3 separate regions of the Anser cygnoides genome follow, and all the other regions are linked to region 3. The links are chromatin contacts, called in public Hi-C maps. All regions are on one chromosome and are shown on one strand. The core of a region is the stretch at or near the end of the contact, and the rest is flanking DNA. Distances in the headings are between cores, read along the strand shown.

Region 1 (3,940 bases), core at 1,009-3,508, 440 kb after region 3:
AGGGCGGCCCCAGCCGCGAGGAGCCCCAGGGCAGCACGTAGACGCAGCGGTACGCCCCGGGACGTGCCTCCCGATGCCCCTCGCCCGCCAGCCCGTACCAGGGCCCGGCCAGGGCTAGGGCCGCCAGCCAGACGGCGGCCAGGAGCTGGGCGGCGCGGCGGCGGCCCATCTTGTGTCGGGGCTGGCGGACGATGGCGCAGTAGCGGTCGAAGGAGAGCAGGGCCATGGTGAGCGTGGCGGCGATGCCCAGCCCGGCGTGCAGCGCGGCGCTGGCCAAGCAGAGGCGCTGCCCGAAGAGCCAGGCACCGGGCGGGCGGCTGAGCAGGCTGAGGAAAGCCAGGGGCAGGCAGAGGAGGGCTCCCAGCAGCTCGGACAGCGACAGCGACAGCACGAAGGCGTTGGTCACCGTGCGGAGCTGCCGGTGCCGGGCGATCACCAGCACCACCGCGCCGTTGCCCAGCGCCGAGAGGGCGAAGATGAGCAGCAGAGCCAGCGCCTGCGAGGCCAGCGCCGCCGCCGACCACCCCGCCCCGGAGGCGGCCGCCGCCGCCTCCCCGCTCTCGTTGCCGCCGCCTCGGGAGAGGTTGCCCGGCGCGGCCGCCGCCGCCGGCTCCATGCCCGCCCGCCGCCGCCAGCCGCTGACGTCCTCCCGGCCGCCCATCGTTGCCCGGGGAAACCCGCCCGGCCCGGCCCGCCCCGCCGCACCGGGGGCGGGGGCAGCGGCGGCCCCACGGCCGCGGAGCCGGGGGAAGCGGTCCCCTCGCGGCGCCGCTCCTGTCATGGCCTCGCTCCCCGTCATGGCCCCGCTCCCCGTCATGGCCCCGCTCCCCTCACGGGCTGCGAGAGCCCGGCCCCCCCCGCCCGGGGAATGTTTTTTGGGGATGGGAAGGGCAATGGGTAATGGAGGCAGCAGGTTGATGGCTGAAGTGCTTCCGACATGCGCTGGGCTGCAAGACCCAGCTGGAGTGTGGGTACAGGAATACATCCCAAGGGATGTTTCCAGAAGCTATAAACACGCTGGTGTCTTTCATAGAATCCCAGAATCGTTAAGATTGGAACAGACCTCCAGCAAATCTGGTCCAGCCACCCCCCTACCACCAATGTCACCACTAAACCATGTCCCTAAGCACCAGGCCCAACCTCTCCTCGAACACCCCCAGGGACGGTGACCCCACCACCTCCCTGGGCAACCCGTCCCAACGCCTGACTGCTCCTGCTGAGCAGAAATGTCTCCTCATTTCCAACCTGAACCTCCCCTGGCACAACTTGAGGCCGTTCCCTCTGGTCCTGTCACCAGTTACCTGTGAGAAGAGGCCGACCCCCAGCTCCCCACACCTCCCTTTCAGGTAGCTGCAGAGAGCAATGAGGTCTGCCCTGAGCCTCCTTGTCCTCAGACCAAACACCCCGAGTTGTTCCTGCAAGCACAGACGACGTGCTCATCTCTGCTGCCCGCCTGCACCCCAGGCTGCACAGGATTCATCGGGGCAGGGGAACTTCTGCAGGAAATCAGCAGCAAAGCTGGGAGCAAAAGTCCCAAATGCCAGCCTTGAAAAGGCATGCTGGCAGCACAGCTGCTCTCCAAACTTGTGGATTTCAGCTTCTTCCCTTTCCAAAGCTGTAATTTTCAATTTGACTCTGACAGAAGAAATTCCTCTCAGTCCTCCCCATGCTAACCTTTCCCAAGCTCACCAGCCTGACTTACTGCACGGGCTACCTGGAGATAATCGTTCTCCTTTTCAGAAGAATTTAATGAGGCAAATTCCCATGAGCGTCTCCAATAAACGAACACCATTTTGTCCAGAGACACAAAGGAAATTACGGGCCCTGAGCGGCCTGAAGCTCCGTTTCTGCCACCGTGACGGCCTGCCCGGTCTCTGCCTGGTTTGTTCACCGCAGCCGTCCCTCACGGGGCTCGGCGCCAGCCCTGGCCGTGCTCTGCTGGGCAAGCTGCCCCCGCGCTCTGACAAAATCATAAGTAAATAAGTTTGCAATCAAAGGTCATAGTGGCTCCAACCTTCGAATCCGGCTACTCCCGTTGAAAGTTAACCCCATGGTGTTTGCAGACCGTGGTCCGAGATGAGCAAGAGGGCAGGGGTTAGGAAGCAGTGTGACGAGGACACAGCACGCAGCAGGCTGGGAATCCTGAGCACACATTTGTGCCCAGACCTGGGAGACGGGAGGGCTCTGTCAGGGATGAAACCAGGGCAGGGATAAAGGGATCCAGGACTGGGGACACTGGGGCATGCGGCAGAGCAGTGCTGTCACCTGAGTGAGAGGCATCAGGGAGGGTCAGGCAGTCCTACCAGCAGTGACACGCTTGGCAGAGTCCTGGAAATGGGTTCCAGGAGCAAGAACAAGAGGGGAAGGCAGTGTTTCCAGCTGGCATTTAATAGGAATCTGGCTTAGAAATTACTAATTTACAGAAGCAGAGAAGGCACATAAATTTGAAGACAGCTCTCCAAAGATCAGTTGCATTTTCTGTGAAAAATTATTAAAAAAAAAAAAAAGATTGTGGCTTCCCAGAGCAGCCGTGGACCTCCACCAATAGCCACAGCAGAGAAGCACGACCTGTTATCTCAGAACACAGCAGGCACCGTCGTGCCACCGAAGGCTGGTCCCGTTGCTCTGGCACATGGCAGCGAGCCGTGGGGAGAAGCAGAACAGAAATGCGCAGGCAGGTGAAGCGCAGCACCGTCACTGAGAGGCTCCGGTCACTTGAAGAAGAAGCCGTATTTCAGCGGGTCCTCCTCTTCCATTGTGAAGGTGGCCGTACCGGTGTAAAAGGCTTCTCCCGAGACTTCCACTACAACAGCGTTGTAGTCCCCAAACTTGGTTTCCTGCAGAGAGGGTTAGGGTCAGGACGTCCCTGAGCAACACGCTAACTTGGAGCAGAGAAGAGGGTACGGAAGAGGAATCCACCCCCCGCTGACACAGAGGATAAACCACATGGATTTATCTACATCAGCATCAGAGATACTTCTCACCCGGGCCTTTTCTGATAGCTGAGGATTTGCATTGAAGCCATGTAACACAACAAGGTCTTACCGTTACATCCTTCCCTAATAAAAAATCCTTGCTTGTGCAAAGAGCCCCAGGCATCTCCCACAAGCCCTCCGCAGGCACAGAAAGGCTTTTCTGCCCCTCCGCTGAGCCACAGCAACAGCACCTTCCCCGCAGTCCTCAAGCCAGGGGGAAACTCCAGCACAAAGCACTTGCCTTCACTGCCTTCCCCGTGAACAAGGACCCCGTGGTACTGCTCCGGAAGGTTCTGCTCTGGTTCAGCTGGATGAGCCCCTTGTGGTACTGCAGGGCGATGCGAGCTGTCACACCTGAACCCGTCGGACATCGGTCAACCTACAAGAGAAGATGAACCAGCTCTGCTTCTCTCACCTTTATACTGTGCTTAGGGGGAAGAACTCCTAGCCCAGGGGGTTGTAAAAATCAGGATATATCACAAACAGAAAGACAAAATATGCAGGTTTGGGGTATGAAGGGAAAAAGGCGGTGCCCGGTGCACCTGAGAACAGCCCGTTCCTGTACCTGTTCATCCGCAAACACGCAGATGTTGGTGGTGGGCTCCTCGCTGAAGGCGTCCTTCCCGTCCGTCAGTATGGTGCCGTAGAGGAAAGCCAGGTCTTCGCTCTCAGGGTGATGGAGCTGGAACTGGAAACAGCACAGAGAGGTTTGTGAACACATGCAGCACTTACTAATCAGCAGCAGGCGCAGCAGAGCCGTACCGCAGTGCTGTGCCGTACCTGCTTCTTCACCGCTTCCATCACCGCGCTCGCCGCGCTGACGAGGTCTCTGGTCTTCGAGGAGCAAACGTCGAGGCCCAGCTGCTCGGCACTGAGAAAGGCGTAGAAAGTGCCGCCGTAGCCGATGTCGACCACCACCTTCCCGCGACCGGGGACATCGATGGGTACGTCTGTGCAGAGAAGGG
Region 2 (4,147 bases), core at 984-3,483, 360 kb before region 3:
AGACAAATAGAAGGCCAAGTGGGCACTCAGACCAAGAACATATCAACAGCGGCCATAGGACACCTTTTACCTAATTTCAGACAGTGATAGCAGGAGTATCTGAGATGAACCAGTTACACTGAGGTCCCTTTATTTAATGGGATGATGACACCTCCAAAGCACAACTCACCTAACCTGCTTTAGGAATCGGCTTTAGGATGACCTGAATCCCACCACAGGAGTGCCTTTTCCTCTCTGTGGCAATAAGGGAAATCAAAGGCACTAGCTCAGATGAGTCTGCCCTATCCATCCCTACCTTTGGTCAGATCCTAGCTGTGGGCAAAGAACTGTTAAGATCAACATAAAACGGGGAACCTTCCAAGTCTGGAGGTGGTTCAAGAGGTAATGGAAGTGGAACAAAGGATGTTACCAGCAGGTCAGAGCACAAACGAGAAGCTTTTTTCCATGATACCTGTAACCACACTGCAGGTAACACGGTATGTATCCATGATAACAGAGATTAGATCCTCTTCACCCTATCTGACAACTTTTGCAGGCACTGGATTATCTTCCTAACATGGACACCACCATAGCCTGTGTCTCTGATGCTTTCAATCACACTGCTCTAACATGGCAAATGAGAACTGAATTTAGGCCATTACTACACTGACAAGACATTTGTTTGCTCTTTTTGTTTAAACTACCCGAGGACAGTGAACTTAGCTGCACTGCCAGTGTGCCAGAGCAGTTCAGATCAGGTCCACAAAGGCACTTTGGTGCCTGAAAACACGCACACAAAAAATCATTAGACCCTTAAATGAAATTATGTACGTGAACACCTTTCTAAAGCAGACAGAAAGGTCTAAAAACTGGTAGGCAAAGCAACTGCAGAATACATAAAGCCAACCTGAACAGAGATAACACGCATCACTCTTTCTGAATGGAGTCTCAGAAAAGAAGAAATAAATCTAAAAGGATACAGAGACCCATTTCATTCGCAAAATCTAAGTATTTCCTTCATTAATTACTTTGGATAAAAGCTTTATAATTCTCTCTTTCAGTCAGATATTTTATTTTTTTCCTGCTTTACTTCAGAACTCAGCAATTCATAAACAGAAGCCTGAAACTCCGCAGCCTATTTTCTTCCTCATTAAAGAGCCCTGTTAGGACATGTACAGAAATTGCTGGATTTTCCTTGTAAGTCCAGACCTGTCACTTCCTTGAAGAATAACTGTAGCAAAGGAAAACGAGCAAGTCTTACAAGAGCCCTGCAAAGCTTCCTCGGGGAAAAAAAGGCGGAATCCACCATTTCTCTGTGTTTTGTGGGGCTATGTGTGTGTTTTAATAGAAAACTTCCCATGTAAAGGACTTGTCTGTTGCTGTGAGATCTGGTGGCATGTTCTTAAAACATGGATTATGTAATGGAACAGAGTAATAGAGAAATGGGATCACTTGAGATTGTTATCTGTAGGTTTATGCCCAGTGCTCCCCACCAATAAGTATACAGAGTCGGAATTCATGTGAAGGTCTTTTAATAAGTTTTTTTTTTTAACTTTAACAAGGTTTTTTTTGTTTGTTTTTTTTTTATTATTCTTTTTTCTTTTCCCAGTTTAGGACTACTAGATCACTTCTGTCATCTTTGCAGTTTCCACTGTTATCAGTCGAACAACTTCCTTGCAGTCCGAGGCCTGCCTTTGCCTGCCCTGGGTGAGGAACGACACCCCTCACGCTGCTTGTGGAAGGCAGAGCAACAGCCCCTGCACTCTGATCCATACAAAAGCCTCACCGAAATACTGCAGGCGGCCATCCCTAGGCTGAGCACCGCTGCTGGCCCCCTTCTGGGCAGCACCTGTGCCTGGCCAGGATCGGGGTGAAGAGAAAAACAAACCAAAACAAGGTGCCAACAGTGACGTGAACATGTCCTGGGACATGAAGGGGGCCGAGGGGCAGCCCCGGCGGTGCTGTGAGGGCAGGGGCGCCGCCACCCAAAACTGCTGCGGGATTCACAGAGCAGGGCCGGCAGCAGCGGCCTAGGGCTCGGCGGGGGCAGGCGGCGACCCCCGGGAGGCGACACCACACCCCCTGGAGGCGACACCAGACCCGAGGAGGCGACACCAGCCCCCCCCCACACGCCGCCCTATGGAGCCCTATGGGGTCCTACGGGCCCAGGCCCGCGGCCCTAACCCCGCTTCAACCCCCCGGGCCCCGTTGCTAAGGCCGGCCCGCCCCGCCGTCGCTAGGCCGCGCCGTCAAGGGAGGAAGTGTCGCAAAGGCTGACAGGAAACTCGGCCGCGGGTTACGGCAGCGGCGGCCGCGCTTGGCGGCGGCTGGATGAGCGGCGAGTGGGAGCCGCGGCGCTGAGGGGAGCGGCGGTGAGCGGCGGCGGGCGGGGGGGGCCGCGGAGGCCGCCCCGGGGCCCTTAAGGGACCGGGGAAGGGCCCCGGAGGAGGCAGGGGGGCGTGGGGCAACGGGAAAAGGCGGCGGCGGGGCGGTGAGGCGGGGCCCGGGCACCGGCTGTGCCTTTGTTCGCGCCCCCCCCCTCCCCCCCCACTTACCCCCCCCCCCCCCTCCGTCCAGGCCCGTGAGGCCGCCGCCTGTCGCCCCGTGTCGCCTGACGCCCTCCTCCCCGGGGGGTTTGTGTCGGTCTCTCCCGTAGGATATGGCCGAGGTACCGCCGGGGCCTAGCAGCGTCCTCTCCCCGCAGGGGGACACGCTGTCCCCCTTCCCCGGAGGAGGAGGAGGAGGGGGGGCTGCTTCCTCCTCCTCCTCCTCCTCTTCTTCCACCTCCGCCGCCGCCGCCGCCTGCGCCGGGGCCCAGGACGAGGAGGCCGAAGAGGAGGAGGAAGAGGAGGGACCCGCGGGCGGACGGGAGCAGCAGCGAGGAGGAGGAGGCAGCGACGGCGGCAAGGGGGGGCCGCAGCAGCAGCAGCACCGCCTCCACCACCACCACCACCACCCCCCGCACCACAACCACCAGCTCAACGGCCTCATCAGCCCCGAGCTGCGGCACCTGCGGGCCTCCCTCAAGAGCAAGATCCTCGGCTCGGAGGCAGGGGCAGCCCCCGAGGGGCAGGAGAACAAGCGAGCCAGCAAAACAATGGGCTCCGGACAGCAGCAGCAGCAGCAGGCATCGCCTCCGGCCGCAGCACCGTGCTCGTCCCCCCTTAGCAACCACCTTCCTCCCCAGGGAAGGACTGCACCCTCTCCTCCTCCTTCTCCCCCAGCAGCAGCACCAGGGGACAGGAGCCAGCCTGCTGCCACAACTCCGACTGCTGCTAAGACTGCAGCCCGCAATGGACTGGCAGGAGGGACTGGCTTGGAGGAGGAAGAGCAGGAGGAGGGGGATGAAGGAGGGGAGGAGGAGGAGTCCCTGCTGCTACTCTCTAGGTCCTTAGCAGCAGCCTGCAGTTTGAAAGGCTCGGGAACGGACTCTCAGCCCGAGGAGGACCTAACGATACGATACGTCCGATACGAGTCAGAGCTGCAGATGCCCGATATCATGAGACTGATCACCAAAGATCTGTCCGAACCCTACTCCATTTACACGTATAGGTATTTTATCCACAACTGGCCGCAGCTTTGCTTTTTGGTAAGTGCTGGGGAGGGAGGGCAGGAATTGGGAGTGGTTTGGGACAGGGGTGGGGAGAGGATTAAAGGGCTGACGTTTGTGGGAATGCTCCTGGTATTCTTTTTATGGCTAAGGGGAAAGACCAAGCTCTTTTGGAAGTACTTATCCCTGCTGAACTCCTTTTCTCACCTGTGCCTGTACAAGTAAACCCCGTGTTTAAAAGTCCTGTATTCATTAATACATGTTTTAAGTGGTGGGGAAAGGCTTTGAACGCAGGGCTAGGATCCAGGAATTCAAGGCTTCTAATCTTGGTTTTGACATTGACTTTTGTGACCTTTGGTAGCTCATTTTGTCATTCTGCCTCAGTTCCTAGGTTTCTATTTAAAAAAGAAAGTACTTAGTCCATGGGTGTCTTATGAGTGCTTCGTAATTCTTGCACAATGGCTTTCAAACTGCCCTCAGCATGACTGGCATAGAAACGTTGACATGTGGGGAGGCACTGTTAAAGGTCTTGTGGACTTTTTGATCTATTTGCTTATTTTAAAAAGATCAGCTGCAACTGTATTGCTTCTTGCGAGCGTGATAGCGTGTGCAGCAGTT
Region 3 (3,660 bases), core at 1,020-3,519:
TGAATTTTGGATTTAAGATACCTGTCCCCATGACCAAGAATTACCATGGGTAGATAAACTACACAGGCTATTCTTTTAAAAAGAATCTGCAAAATAAAGTTACTGAGAAGAAACAAAGCTTTGCTCGGGTTAATGTAACCTCTAACTTGTTTTAAGAGAAGAGGACACGATTGTCATCTGGGACAACTAGTGAAAATGGATGGCATCTCCACTCTCTCATTTCTCAGTCTGTTACAAGAAAAAAAAATAAACAGAGACAATTCTGGCAAGTCACTTTAAGGAGATTATTAAACAGGCAACTAAAACACACTGAGAACAGAGAAGACTTTTGTCCTCTCCCAAGCACAGAGAGTGAAAAGCTTCAGCTCCTGTCAGTGCCGTTTTCTCACGCTGCGTATTGCTTCACTGTTTGTTTATAACAAACCTGATCTTTTGTTCTTCTGTCACTGCTTTGGCAAGCTTAAAGTTCCACCAAGCTGTCACACTTGGGAAACAGCTCTGATTTGAAGCAGCCCAATGGCACTATCTGATTGTAAATGTCTGAAGCACTAGTCCCTCTACAGGTATTTTACACTTTCTACACCGCAGACAGTGGAATTGTATGGCTGTAGTGCACTTCTTCAGCATAGCTACAAATTACAGGCAGTTCCCTTAACATCTAAAAATGTGCTGCCCGCGTATTTCCAGAAATGTGCAGATCTGGTTTATTCTTAAAGGACGTTAAATGCATCATTTCAAGTTCTCCCGTTGTTTGTTCCTTTCCCCCTCCAGCCTGTGAAACACCAAAAAAGCCATCCCAGAGCCCAGTGAAGGGCTGGCACCTTAACTAACTTTGCACCCAGCTTCCTACCTAGCTGCCCAAACAGCTCCAGCACGCCTCAGGTTTAAGCCCACGTAGCCTGCACTACTTTCCTCTGGGATAAATGCAATTTCAAAATTCAGCATTGCACTTTTCAACACCTCACACCGAAGGAAGCAGACGGCTCTGAAGGACAGTGGGTGATGGTGTAAGAGGGCCTCACGGTCCGTGTGTTCTGGGTCACGGGGAAAGCAGCAATAGCTGGGGGGTCTCCCTTCTCAAAGGGCCCTGGTGCTCCTCCAGACATGTTTTTACGTACAAGAGAGATGTACTTTGAAAATGAGACTCTCTGAGCCAGATTAACAACTAAGGAGAACTTGGGGTTCAGCCCATTTAAACCTATTCTCCATGAAAGCCAAATCCCAGCTCCCCGCCCTGCTTTAGAACCTGGAAAGCACTCCTAATATTTCCTTCTGCTGCTGCCATGGAGACTTGAAATCAACAGATAGTCACAACTTCTCTTTAAAAAGGTAAAAGTACTTTATTAAACAAAAGCAGCAGTTAGGATAAGGATTGCTAGTCAGTGTGGGTCAATCATCTACCAGGAGCCAGAAATACAGATATCAGAGCTCTCCTAAAATTGCACACGTGGGAGCACGATTTCCCCAGCTGTATCTGCAGACTTTTAGAAGCAGAGGGCTCACAGACACAACTCCTAAATGATAATAACCAAAAGCTGCGTTCCAATTATCATTACTGTACAGCTGAAGAGCCTGCCTCCATTTAACAGCCAGGCATTCCTACACACGAGACGCACGCTGCAAACTCCATTGAGGAACTTGTTGTTTTTTTTTTTTTTTTTTTTTCCCCCACTGATGTAATGAACATTTGTGCCAATTACCTAATCGTGAGTCAACAGGATCCTTCCCATGGAAACTAAACAAGCCCAGCGTTTTGATTTTGATTTTTTTTTTCCCATCAACCTTTTTGCTGGGAGCTGAGCACTACTGGGAAAGGTTGGATGTGGTGCTTAGGGTCACGGTTTAGAGGGTGACATTGGCAGCAGGGGGATAGTTGGACGAGACGATCCCGGAGGGCTTTTCCAACCTTAATGATTCTGGGATTTTACTGAGGGCGAGATCCAAAGACAACGTGAGCGCGGGGCGGGCACCGCACGCACGCGGCTCTAATTTTATTTTTATTCCGCTCTCTTCCCCCTCTAAGCACACAACGCCGCGGAGGCGCCTCGGCACGCGCATAAACGGGACAAAACGGAATAAAACCCCACAAACAGCGGCGGGGCCCTCACAGAGACCCCCTCCCCATTCCCCCCCCGTCCCCTCACCTCAACGCTCCCCCCTCCCCCCCCCTTCCCGCCGCCCGCGCGCACTCACCCGCCCGCCACGAGCCGGCCACGCGGGGAGGGGAGGGGAGGGACAGCCGCGGGATCCGCCGATTCGCCACCAGGCGCGGCGAATCAGCGAGCGCGGCCCCGCCGCCAGCTTTACCTTCCCGGCCCCGAGCGCGGTGCAGCGCCTTAATGTGTCCTCCTCCCGGAAGTGGGGCGCCATTACGGGCTGCACCGGGCGCTGTTGCCATGGTGACCGGGTGCGGGCTGCGGCCTAGGCCCGGCCGTGCCCTGAGGGCCGCGGGTTGTGCCCGAACCCGCTTTTAGCCTCTATTTCTAGGCGTAAAGCGCCGAGAGCCGCGCTGCGGGAGCCTCATGGACGGGGAAAGCGACTCCAGCGTCAGCCAGGGCTCCTCGGGCAGCCTCACGGCCGGCGACGTGCTCGTCCGCTCCACCAGCGTCCACCGGGAGCAGCCCCTGGGGGCCGGCGGCCGCCCTAAAGCAGTGACGGTTGCTGTGAAGAAGCTTCGCGGAGTGGCTTCTGCCGGCCCCGGGGCCCGCGCGGCTTTGGGGAGAGGCGGAACGGCGGCTGCTGCCCCGGCCTCGCTGCCCGGCAGGGCTCCGTGCGGCCGGCCAGCTGGTGCCGTGGCCGGCAGCGCCGCACGAGGTACGGCTGCGGTAGGGACGCTCGGGTTAGCTTTATGACAGAATCCTACTGCATTGGTTCCAGTTAGATGGCTCTTTATAATTTAGGAAGTCATTTCGTCTTCTAGTCCTGTCGACATCAGCGTATAGAGGTTGGACTAAGTGATCTCAGAGGTCTCCTCCAACCTAAATGGTTCTGTGATTTCTGCAGCACTTTTTCAAAGGTGGTGTTTGTTTTCTCAAACTTTTGTAACTATAACCGTGTTTCCCCTGTGGAAGGGGACTCCTGCAGGGTCAGAGCTCCGTGAACTGAGCTCCAGTCCTGACCCTGCATTCAGAGTCTGTAGAGATGAAGCTATCTAATCAGAAAAATCATGACTGTAATCAGACCATCACATTTCGCAAATGCCTTAGGCAGGAAAGGTGTTAGGCAGCATCAGAGGGTAAAACAGTGTGTGTGTGCAGGGACCTAAAGACGAAACTTAATCCAGCTCAACAACTTAACCCAATTCAACCCTACCACCTTGGCACAAACTACATATACTGATCAAGTGTCTGTACCAATGAGTCTTGTGTAGATGAGGTAAACAAAATCAAAAAATGAATTACGTCCTCATCTGTAACTTTTTAAAACTATTTGTGCTAGTATTAACTAAAGCATTCAAATTTCTCTTTTTTTCTTTTTTTAATAAAATCATCTTTTTACCTTTTCTTTGTTACAAATTTTATAGTTAAGATGTCACATTCCCAGCATATAAGAAGCTGTAATGATGTACCTTGTACTCCTCAAATTCAAAACTGACGTATACGGTGCTGCTGGATCTAGCCAGCTAGACTATTCTTTTTGTTTCTTTTTTTTTTTTTTAAG

The links. Hi-C and Micro-C count contacts between places; a contact is called where the count stands out from the background.
Region 1: a contact with region 3 is called in a Hi-C map of liver, with 1.7 times the contacts expected there. The contact joins the promoter of GPR135 here to the promoter of TIMM9 in region 3. A contact is called at or near these places in 2 of 7 Hi-C or Micro-C datasets (both in liver).
Region 2: a contact with region 3 is called in a Hi-C map of liver, with 2.6 times the contacts expected there. The contact joins the promoter of NAA30 here to the promoter of TIMM9 in region 3. A contact is called at or near these places in 2 of 7 Hi-C or Micro-C datasets (both in liver).

Annotation. Positions count from the first base shown.
Region 1 is chr5:61,218,301-61,222,240 of Taihu_goose_T2T_genome, reverse strand. It overlaps GPR135 (G protein-coupled receptor 135), which reads right to left and starts at 2,258. Exons shown (of 1, transcript XM_066998495.1): 1 at 1-2,258. The coding sequence starts at 985. The region is part of intron 1 of JKAMP (JNK1/MAPK8 associated membrane protein); the gene reads left to right. L3HYPDH (trans-L-3-hydroxyproline dehydratase) reads right to left here. Exons shown (of 5, transcript XM_048066162.2): 2 at 3,756-3,925; 3 at 3,541-3,663; 4 at 3,217-3,354; 5 at 2,373-2,837. The coding sequence ends at 2,712.
Region 2 is chr5:62,017,663-62,021,809 of Taihu_goose_T2T_genome, reverse strand. It overlaps NAA30 (N-alpha-acetyltransferase 30, NatC catalytic subunit), which reads left to right and starts at 2,233. Exons shown (of 5, transcript XM_048066138.2): 1 at 2,233-2,351; 2 at 2,636-3,568. The coding sequence starts at 2,639. LOC136791001 (a long non-coding RNA gene) reads left to right here and starts at 3,575. Exons shown (of 2, transcript XR_010832039.1): 1 at 3,575-4,147.
Region 3 is chr5:61,657,506-61,661,165 of Taihu_goose_T2T_genome, reverse strand. It overlaps TIMM9 (translocase of inner mitochondrial membrane 9), which reads right to left and starts at 2,269. Exons shown (of 4, transcript XM_066998506.1): 1 at 2,194-2,269. KIAA0586 (KIAA0586 ortholog) reads left to right here and starts at 2,384. Exons shown (of 33, transcript XR_010832034.1): 1 at 2,384-2,814.